3 separate regions of the Zea mays genome follow, and all the other regions are linked to region 3. Evidence: chromatin contacts called from public Hi-C data. All regions are on one chromosome and are shown on one strand. Each heading gives the region's core, a stretch centred on a gene start, on an enhancer-like site or on the middle of the called end of the contact. The rest is flanking DNA. Distances are from core to core; before and after follow the strand shown. Region 1 holds the start of LOC103650338. Region 2 holds the start of LOC109945256 (protein ALP1-like). Region 3 holds the start of LOC100192709.

Region 1 (3,063 bases), core at 50-2,549, 320 kb before region 3:
AAGTTCCATAATTTAATCATGCGAGAGTCCTGAGCTGCTCTTGACCGTGAGCTCCGCTAGTATACCAGTTTTACACTATGCAGAGGTTGTACCTTGTATCCACAAGTCATGTTACCCATCTGCCAAGGGGTCATAAATCCCATATACCTCTACCAAGGAAACGAGGCAGGGTAACACTACGAGGCCTTTACAAAGTTCCACTAGCTTCTGAAAACCCGCTACAGTTTATAGGAAGAGCACTTGCAAGAATCCCTCATCTGATCGCCATCGCAGCAAAATTAACCCGAGAACCTCCCTGCATGCAACTCCCCTACTGCCCTTGCCCCTTTCGGGTAAGGTAGTCTTCCACTAGCTTTCCTAATTAGTCAGCCAAGGGCATACCATTGCACCCTTGTGGTGGCACATGTTTCTCAAGTTAAGCTCTACATTCCAATTAAAGATAATGATCTTGACATGAACATAAATATCATCACAAAATAATTGGAACATGGATATAATGAAATATTAACCCAAAACCATATAAAGCAATAGCAAACTACCCAAGTGATTCATGGGTAAACAAGGTAAAAGATAATCAGACTAGGGTGACCTATTGGGTCCCATCAAAATTAAACCTATGCATTTAATAGTGATAATAAAGAACATTATTGGGTAAATAAAAGTGATCAAGGGCACAAATTGCCTGAGACTTGAGATTCAAGGTACCAGGATGATCCTCATATCCTTGTGACCTCACTGCTAGTCGTAGAAATACAAACAAACATGGTATAGATAAAATTAACATCACACCAAACATAAGAACAAACTGCATAATAATGATATACGCGAAGTTACGAGATCGCGGGATCGTAAACTACTAAGATCGGAGTTACGATTAAGGGGTTATTATTCTATAGAAGATCTATGTGATTAAAATATTAAACTATATTATGAATTGGTTAGTTTAACTCGTATGAGAGGTTATTATATAAATAATTATCTCCACTTTAATCTAAATCATTATTTGATTAAAGATCATCTGGTCAAATCATATCCATAAGATGAGAATTAATATTAAGGCAGTTAATCTTATTAGTTACCTATTTATAAAAGTAGGGGATATCATATAACAAGTGTTGCTACTGTGTAGTAAATATTTATACGAAGCTAACACAACTGGAACGAGTCAATTTGAAATTAAAACGAAAGAGTTATGAATTTCTGAAGGTTTTATGTATTTGATACTAGACTAATTAAGATATAAATTTTAATGTGGTTTTCATGTCAAATTAGAGACACTAGGTGATAAACAATAATCTTACAAAATTATAGAAACTGGAATGGGTCAATTTGGACTTATTATGAATTTTTTATGAATTAACTAAGTTTCTGCTATTATTTTTACTGTAAAAAGTATTTCCCAATTGAATTTATTTGATTTTCTGCATCCCTGGCCGAGCGCAACATTACCAGAAAACCCAGGGGTTAATTCATAAAAGTTTCCCAGACTCAGAACCCAGCTTTGCGGACCGCGGGTTATTACTGTAAAGTTCAGGGGCTTCTTAAGTAAAATACCACGGCCGAAGGGTATCAGCCGATCCTATACGTCCGATCATCCGCGGACGGTCCAGATTAGATTGCCTATAAAACAAACCGGTACGTTATACGGACCGTCGGATCAAAGATCGACGTCCACTATTTAATGAAGGCGCGATCTATTCTTACGCGTGAGATCTCGATCCAAGGGCTTCCACTACTTCTAATCCTGGCCCTTAATTTCAGCATCTACCGCTCCCACGCATCTTCTTCCTTACGCAGCAGCACACATAGCCCCAGTTCTCACCGTCGATGGGAGCAGAGTTGACCGGTAGCGGCGCTTGGATCACGGTGATGCGCTATACTCCGACGTCCAGTCCCCTTGCCTCGTGGTCGCACCAGACCACGGCTCGGCCGAGCGCTAGTGACTCGCGCCGCGAGCCCCGGTGGACGACGGCGACCGCGCACTGGAACGCTCCGCTCCCGGCAACCACCCGCACCGGCAGCACCACCCAACTTGCTCTCGGCGGCTGTGAGACCGGGTGCCGTATGGACGTATGGGTTCTGGCTTCTACTGGTCAATCGAGATGGCAGACCAGGGGGCCGACGCTTTGTAGGGCGAGCAGAGGCGAGGATTGTGGCAGTTCTACCGTGCTTGAGGCTAACACCGACGACGGACTGGGCCAACGCTGGCGCCGCTCTACGACTGCGAGGAGGATGAGAGAGTGGGGAAGGAACGGGAGCTGGATCCGCGAGGGGAGGCTTTATGCCGCTGAAGAGATGCGGCCGCCGCGGAACTCACGCAATCCACTGCCGAACTGCTGCCCGGATTTCCCCCGAGCTTTCTGGTGAAGCCGATGTGGGGAGGAGGACCCCGACGATGCGGTCCCGCGTGCCAGCGACAATCTTGCGTGGGATTTGCTCCTGGTTTGTTGAGCTACGCCATCGGACGAACGAAGGGGACGACCCAGCGAGGGCTGGCCCACCTGGCGGCGATAGGCAGGGAGAAGGCACTTAGCCCATGCGGTTGAGGGAGTATTAGGGTTGGCTGATGCTGTGTGGCCGCGTGGTGGAGGGAAAATGGAGATGGGCCGCAGCGGGGTAAGAGGAATGGGCCGAGCTCTAGCCCATGCACGGCTTTCCTCTATCTTTTCTTTATTATTTTCTGGTTTCTATTTTCTTTGTTGTTTTCTAATTTAAATCTTCAAAATTCAAATGTCAAATGCACATTTCAGAGAATTTTAGTGAAACATAATTGTTTAGTTTATTTATATATGCTAAAATGTTTTCAGTTATGAAAACCACACTTTTTCTTTTCTATTTAAATTCAAACTCAGATTTTTTTAATCTGGATTTAGATTCTAGCTTGGGTTTTCATGTCCAAAATTTTCTGGTGCAATCAACTCTATATGATACGCAATATTGATATTATTTCATTTATTATTCTATTTACCATTGCCTTTTAAAGGTGTAAATCCCCCATATTTATCTCAAGAACAATAGGTTTATATTGTAGGATCTTCGTAAAGAAAAACACCCTAACAAATG
Region 2 (3,093 bases), core at 132-2,631, 390 kb after region 3:
TAATGAAACGACACGTTTACATGGTGCCACGTCGAGCCCACAAATGCTCGACAAGATCATTTTGGAGGGAGCAAGACCTATCTTGACGACGAATATCAAAGTGGTTAATGACCCATGCTGCCCTTCCTTCTCCAATTATTTGAGATGCGTCTATGCCTGAAGTGTTATCTCCGAAATCAGTATTAGCAGCCAAAGGGCCTTCGTCTTCCACAATCATATTGTGCATGATGATGCAAGCTGTGATTATCTCTGTTAAACGATTGCGATCCCACCCATATGCTGGACCACGGAGCACCGCCCACCGTGCTTGAAGAACTCCGAAAGCACGCTCAATATCTTTTCGGCAACTCTCTTGCATTTGTGTGAAATAAACTTTCTTTTCCTCATACGGGTGTCTGATAGCTTTCACAAAAGTAGGCCAGTTGGGGTAAATACCATCAGCTAAGTAATATCCGAAGTTGTAAGCATGGCCATTTACTGTGTAATTCACAGGTGGCATTCGACCAGTTGTCAAAGGGTCAAAGACTGGTGATCGGTGCAGCACGTTAACGTCATTGTTTGTCCCTGGCATGCCAAAAAAAGCATACCAAATCCATAGATCATAAGTTGCTACCGCCTCTAGTATCATGGACGCTCTACCATTTCGACCACAAAACTGACCACGCCAGGCTGTAGGACAGTTCCGCCACTCCCAATGCATGCAATCTATGGAACCCAACATTCCAGGAAAACCCCTTGACTCGCTACTGTGCATGATACGTGCTATGTCTGCTTCATTAGGAGTCCGTAGATACCAGGCACTAAAATATTGTATGATTGCGCGACAAAAATGATGAAGACATTCTCTAGCTGTAGACTCCCCGATTTGAATGTACTCGTCTACCGCATCAGAAGGTAAACCATATGCAAGTATGCGAAGTGCCGCACATACTTTTTGTAGGGGACCGAGTCCTGGCATGCCTGTTGCGTCAACCCTTTGTGTAAAGTATGTATCCTGCTGTTGAAGTCCTTGCAAAATACGGAGAAACAGAGGCCTACTCATGCGAAACCTAAACAAAATAACAAAGGATCGTGGTAAATACTATGGAATTATCAGAACCTCTTAGAATTACATGATGTGCGTACCTTCTACGAAACACGTGCAATGGATACACCGGGTTCGGCCCGAAGTAGTGATGCTGGATAAGGTTTTCTCCAGCAAAATGATCCCTGCGAATAACGCGGCGAGGTAACCCGGACCGTCGTCGGTGTAGGCGTCTAGCCTCAATGTTGAGGGTAAGAAGATTAACAAGTATAAGTGTTTCGTCGTCACTATCACTTGAATCCGAATCATGTTGCCTACGACTTGGAGACATTTGGAGCAATGGTTTACTTGTGGAACAAGTGCTAGATGCAAATACATATTTGAAGACAAACATTGCATATATATAGACGAGAGAAACTTGGCTTTAGGGAGAAGCTACTGGCTTACGTCGGAAGGCAACCTTGGCTTACAACGTAAGTCAAACGTGGCTTTCGGTCGAAGACAAGCGTGGCTTCCTGTGTATGACTAAACGAGTATGATTCAAGCATAAGCGCAGTTATGTCATATTGCGTACAAATATTTGTGAAATTGTTATGACGGAGTAGTATGGAGAAGTAAAGTTTGACATTACGAAATTATTTTTAAACTTAAAACTTGTATTACATCTTTTCCGTATTTGAAAACAAACAAATAAAAATTATTTTTATCATTTTTGTAATACGAGCGCACAATACCGAACGTATGAAAATATATAAAAAAATAGAAAATGAAGTTGGTTATGTTAGTTATATGGAAATGTATATTTAATGAGTAGAGGGATATATAGGGAAAAATTTAGGGGGAATGGTTGCGGGACGAGTGAATATAGGGGAGAGAATCTTGCTGACGTGGCTGCATAGTAACATTTAGGGGAAAAATTTAGGGGAACGGTTACGGATAGTCTAACGCGGTTGCAGCTTGCAGGGTTTTCCCCTTCCGTTCTGCATTCCTCGTCCAGTCCGCCCCCGATACGGCGGCCACACCCCCACACCCCCACACTTCTCCGACAAGGGAAGGGAACCCCAGATCTCCGCCGCCCCGCCAGCCGCTATGCCGACTGCCGCCAACCCCGCCGCCGCGCTGCCCCTCACCCTCGACCTCGAGGACTTCAAGGTAGGTTTCATCCTCTCTCCCATCCCTTCCTCCCTTCCTCCGATTCTTGTGTCTCCTCCGCGATGCGGTCTCATCGTCGCTTGCGGTACTGCGGCGCAGGGAGACTTCTCATTCGACGCTCTGTTTGGGGGACTGGTGGACGAGCTGCTCCCGGAGTACCGCGGGGAGGACGACGCCGCGCCCGCGCCACCTCCTCCGCCGCCCGTGCTCGGGGCGGCCCCGCCCGTCTTCCCCGCTGTCGACGAGCTTCTTGGGCTGTTCAAGCACTCATGCAAGGAGCTCGTCGACCTCCGTAGGCAGGTCCGTCACGTCGCGAGCCTACCTGCCTGCGGCACTGAATGTTGGCTGTGAACTTCATGCCACGCCTTCCTGCCTTACTCAATTGAGTGGGAGCTTGGTTGGTCGGTGATAGTGTTGCGCACCACTGACAGTGCAATGTGTTGTGTGTTTTTTTTGTTTAGCAGATTGATAAGCGGCTCCAGAATCTTAAGAAGGAGGTGGCGGTGCAGGATGCCAAGCATCGCAAGACGCTAGGGGAGGTTAGTTATAATGCTCGCAGGATTTTATATTTGTCACCGATTACTGCAGAGATATTGTTGTAGGAAAAGAATTAAAGGCAAATAAACAAATAAATGCAGGTGAGACCAGAAAGAAACATACAATACCTATTGCTTAGGAAGAAAACCACATTTTTTTCTTCAATTTCAGCTATAGATGACAAACCTGACGGAATGCCTATTGCTCACAAAGAAAATCTCAAATTCCTTTCAGTGACAGCTATAGATGACATATATGCAAAGTTGCAAACCAATGTTTCGAGTAGTCGAGAAGTCGAGTCGAATCGTGCGGCTACTGACTAGTAGACTAGTCGTGACTAGTCGAACATAGGTCGGTGATTATATTTTTATATCTTTCTA
Region 3 (2,966 bases), core at 251-2,750:
AGGAAACCCAATTTAACTGTTCAAGACAAAACATACTATAGTTTCAGAAAACAATATCATAAACCCTTATCATGTTTGGCACTAAAAGATTAAAGGGCAGATACAAGTGATCCTACTTAATTGTTGTGTATGATATCCTTGGTCCCTGTCACTTAGTTAGTGTTTGGTTGAAGAGCCAAGTAGAACGGAGCCGTTCCGTCCCAGTTTTGTTGTTGTTTGGTTACAAAGTAACTAGAACGGAATGACTCCAATTAGGGAATATTCTCCTCAGATCCGGAACCATTCCGCTCCAAAAAAATCAACCGAACGGAGCCGCTCCGTTCCCATCCCGCTCTCACAGTCACGCTCCGTTCCGTTCACTCTGCAACTAAACAAAAAACAGAGCCGCTCCGTTCCAGATTACCAAACACAGAACAGAGCGGCTCCGTTCCTAGAATCAGGGATGGAACGGCTCCGTTCTACTTGGCTCCTCAACCAAACACTACCTTAAAGCGCCTTATAATTTCCATGTCATATCAAAACAGACAACTTTACTAATGCTCAATTTCATCAATTTTTCCAGAGTGTTCCATCACATCACCAAACACTATAGAACTTGGCACCTGTAATTCTGACACTAAAATTTCCCCATACACCAATGAAAACTATATGATAGTCCAACAAACATTACACATGCACAAGATAAAACTGCCATGGAACTGTACCTAAAGCTCCTAGTTTTAAAAACAACAGTCTTGACCCAAAGTTCCAAACCACATACAAATTTGTCGCAGCATCAATACTTGTATGAATATAGGAACTGCAGTAAATGTCGGATCATCTGAATGAGGTCCCTCCAGCTCCCATGAGCTGCAGCTAGCCAAAGTAAACCCTTTTGAAACTATAAGCATGTCAGTTACTACGCACAGGTTAGCCGTAGCAAACCTGAACTCCCACCAACGGACCAACCCAAACGAACCTTAAACTGGAAATCTCAAAGCCAGTCACTCCAAGAGGCTACTGCACCTGCTCCGGAGAAAATTCGAACCACGCTTGGCTCACCAAGACAAAACGAAACGCGCCCGCAGCACTCAGGTAACTAGACACGAATCACACCTAAACCCTAGCATCGTCGTCGATCCAGCAACAACCCAGAGCTGGAACCCGCGCAGGCAATACCCACACACACCATGCGACGCGCGGGGAGCTCAATTCAAAAGCCATGCGGCGGCTAGATCCGGTCGGTGGGTAGGGTACCTGTCGGGGGGCGCGAGCCGGCGCCGGATCCGCTACCGGGAGGCGGCGATCGAGGGAGAGGGGCCTCGGGATCTGGACACGGGAGGGGAGAGTAAAGCTGTGGGGAAAGGGAGGGAAGGAAGGAGTGGCGCGCGAAGTCACCTGGGTGGTATGGTGTCTAGCTTGGAGCGAGCAAGACGGGGCGCGGGGCGACGCAGACGACGAAGCTTTGGAGCTGGAGGGCAGGAGAGATGCGTGCGATGCGACGCGACGCGCAGCTGCGGCTCGCGACTGGAGCAGTGAGGTGGAGTGCTGTGCTCTGCGTGGGAACCTACCCATAGGCCATAGGGGGGCGCTGGCTGGCAGGATGACTAGGCTAGCGTTAGTTTGGTTTCTGTTTCCGCGTCGCTTTCTCATTGGCAGGCCGGGGCTATAATTATCGTGGGATAAATGGATTGTACCAAAATTGCAGATTTGCGGTATACTTGGAGCCCACTCAGCCCAGCCCCTGAAGAGTAGTCATTAGGTATCCATTGCAATGCTCGGCTATGCGCGTGCGAGCTCTGTGTTTGGTTGCCTGCATGTAGATTTGGATCAAGACTCGCACGATCCTTAAAGCACATTGGGTCAGGCTCACCAGATACGAGCAGATTGGTCGCATCTCCAGAGCCAGGCTCCAGTGATCCTGGCTCACACAGCCAGGTTGGCGAGAGAAACCAACCAAACATACCCTATATTGATGATGGGCTTATACCGAGGCAATTATATTTTTTTGAACTTTTATCAAAATTGGTACAATCTTATTTATTACTAGTTATATATATGTGTTGCTACGAAATCAACATATTTTATTTATTTACATTGAGATCAAAACATTTTATTAAGATAAATTGAGATTGTGAATGCGATTGTGAATACGAATATCAACTTACCTACTTATAGAGATGGCAACAGGTACAAACCCGTTGTTGGGAGTCTTATACTTCTGAAGGTCCTTAAAAACATAATTAACCATTTGTTTTCAGCATAAGCTATTATAGAAATCTTCATCTAGAGGATACAAGCCTCTTCCTCGTGACGAAGGCACATAAGATGAAGACAGATCTAAAGAGGATAAGGGTAAACGCCGAAGCTATAGCCAGATGGACAGCTTCGGCTCACAACAGAGATGAAGTATAATGATGATGCTGACCGAAAGAGGAAAAGACCACTTAGTCCTTAATAACTTGTATTATGATCATATGTGAATATTGGGGACATAAATGTATTTTTACCCGGGCTGCGTCTCGTGTCTATAAATAGGTGAACAGTAGCATCGTACTGTTCAGGCTGGATTGTAATCTCTCTCGCGCGTCCTCACCTTTGAGCAAACCGAAGGTATCAATGTAATATTAGTTTCTGTTGATGTTTATACATGTTTTATAGGATGCGAATATGAAGGAATTAATGAGATCTAATTTCTATCTCTGCCCTTTCGCATTCACGTTCACATATTAAATGATGGAGGCATGTCCTTCATGACCTTCGTCTGATGATCATTATAGCCATGCGGAGATAATGTTTCAGAAGACGAATATCCCTAATAATTCATAATCGTGTTGCCTTATTCTTGATTCACAACATTGGAGAGCAAGTGACCAACATTGGCGCCACCTCCGGTGAACTCAAACGACCACCTTCAATACGCATCTACCTTCGTCATGCCGCCAAAGAAGACAACAGCGACAGGGGTTGCCCTGCAGCCACTGGAC

The links. Hi-C and Micro-C count contacts between places; a contact is called where the count stands out from the background.
Region 1: a Hi-C map of tassel shows a contact between it and region 3, with 1.8 times the contacts expected there. The contact joins the promoter of LOC103650338 here to the promoter of LOC100192709 in region 3. A contact is called at or near these places in 2 of 25 Hi-C or Micro-C datasets (endosperm and tassel).
Region 2: a contact with region 3 is called in a Hi-C map of tassel, with 4 times the contacts expected there. The contact joins the promoter of LOC109945256 here to the promoter of LOC100192709 in region 3. A contact is called at or near these places in 3 of 25 Hi-C or Micro-C datasets (leaf and tassel).

Annotation. Positions count from the first base shown.
Region 1 is chr3:101,747,849-101,750,911 of Zm-B73-REFERENCE-NAM-5.0, reverse strand. It overlaps LOC103650338, which reads left to right and starts at 1,299. Exons shown (of 1, transcript XM_008675934.2): 1 at 1,299-2,810. The coding sequence starts at 1,828. The coding sequence ends at 2,367.
Region 2 is chr3:101,037,830-101,040,922 of Zm-B73-REFERENCE-NAM-5.0, reverse strand. It overlaps LOC109945256 (protein ALP1-like), which reads right to left and starts at 1,381. Exons shown (of 2, transcript XM_020551103.3): 1 at 1,126-1,381; 2 at 1-1,049. The coding sequence starts at 1,355. The coding sequence ends at 17.
Region 3 is chr3:101,430,970-101,433,935 of Zm-B73-REFERENCE-NAM-5.0, reverse strand. LOC100192709 reads right to left here and starts at 1,500. Exons shown (of 13, transcript NM_001137911.2): 1 at 1,237-1,500.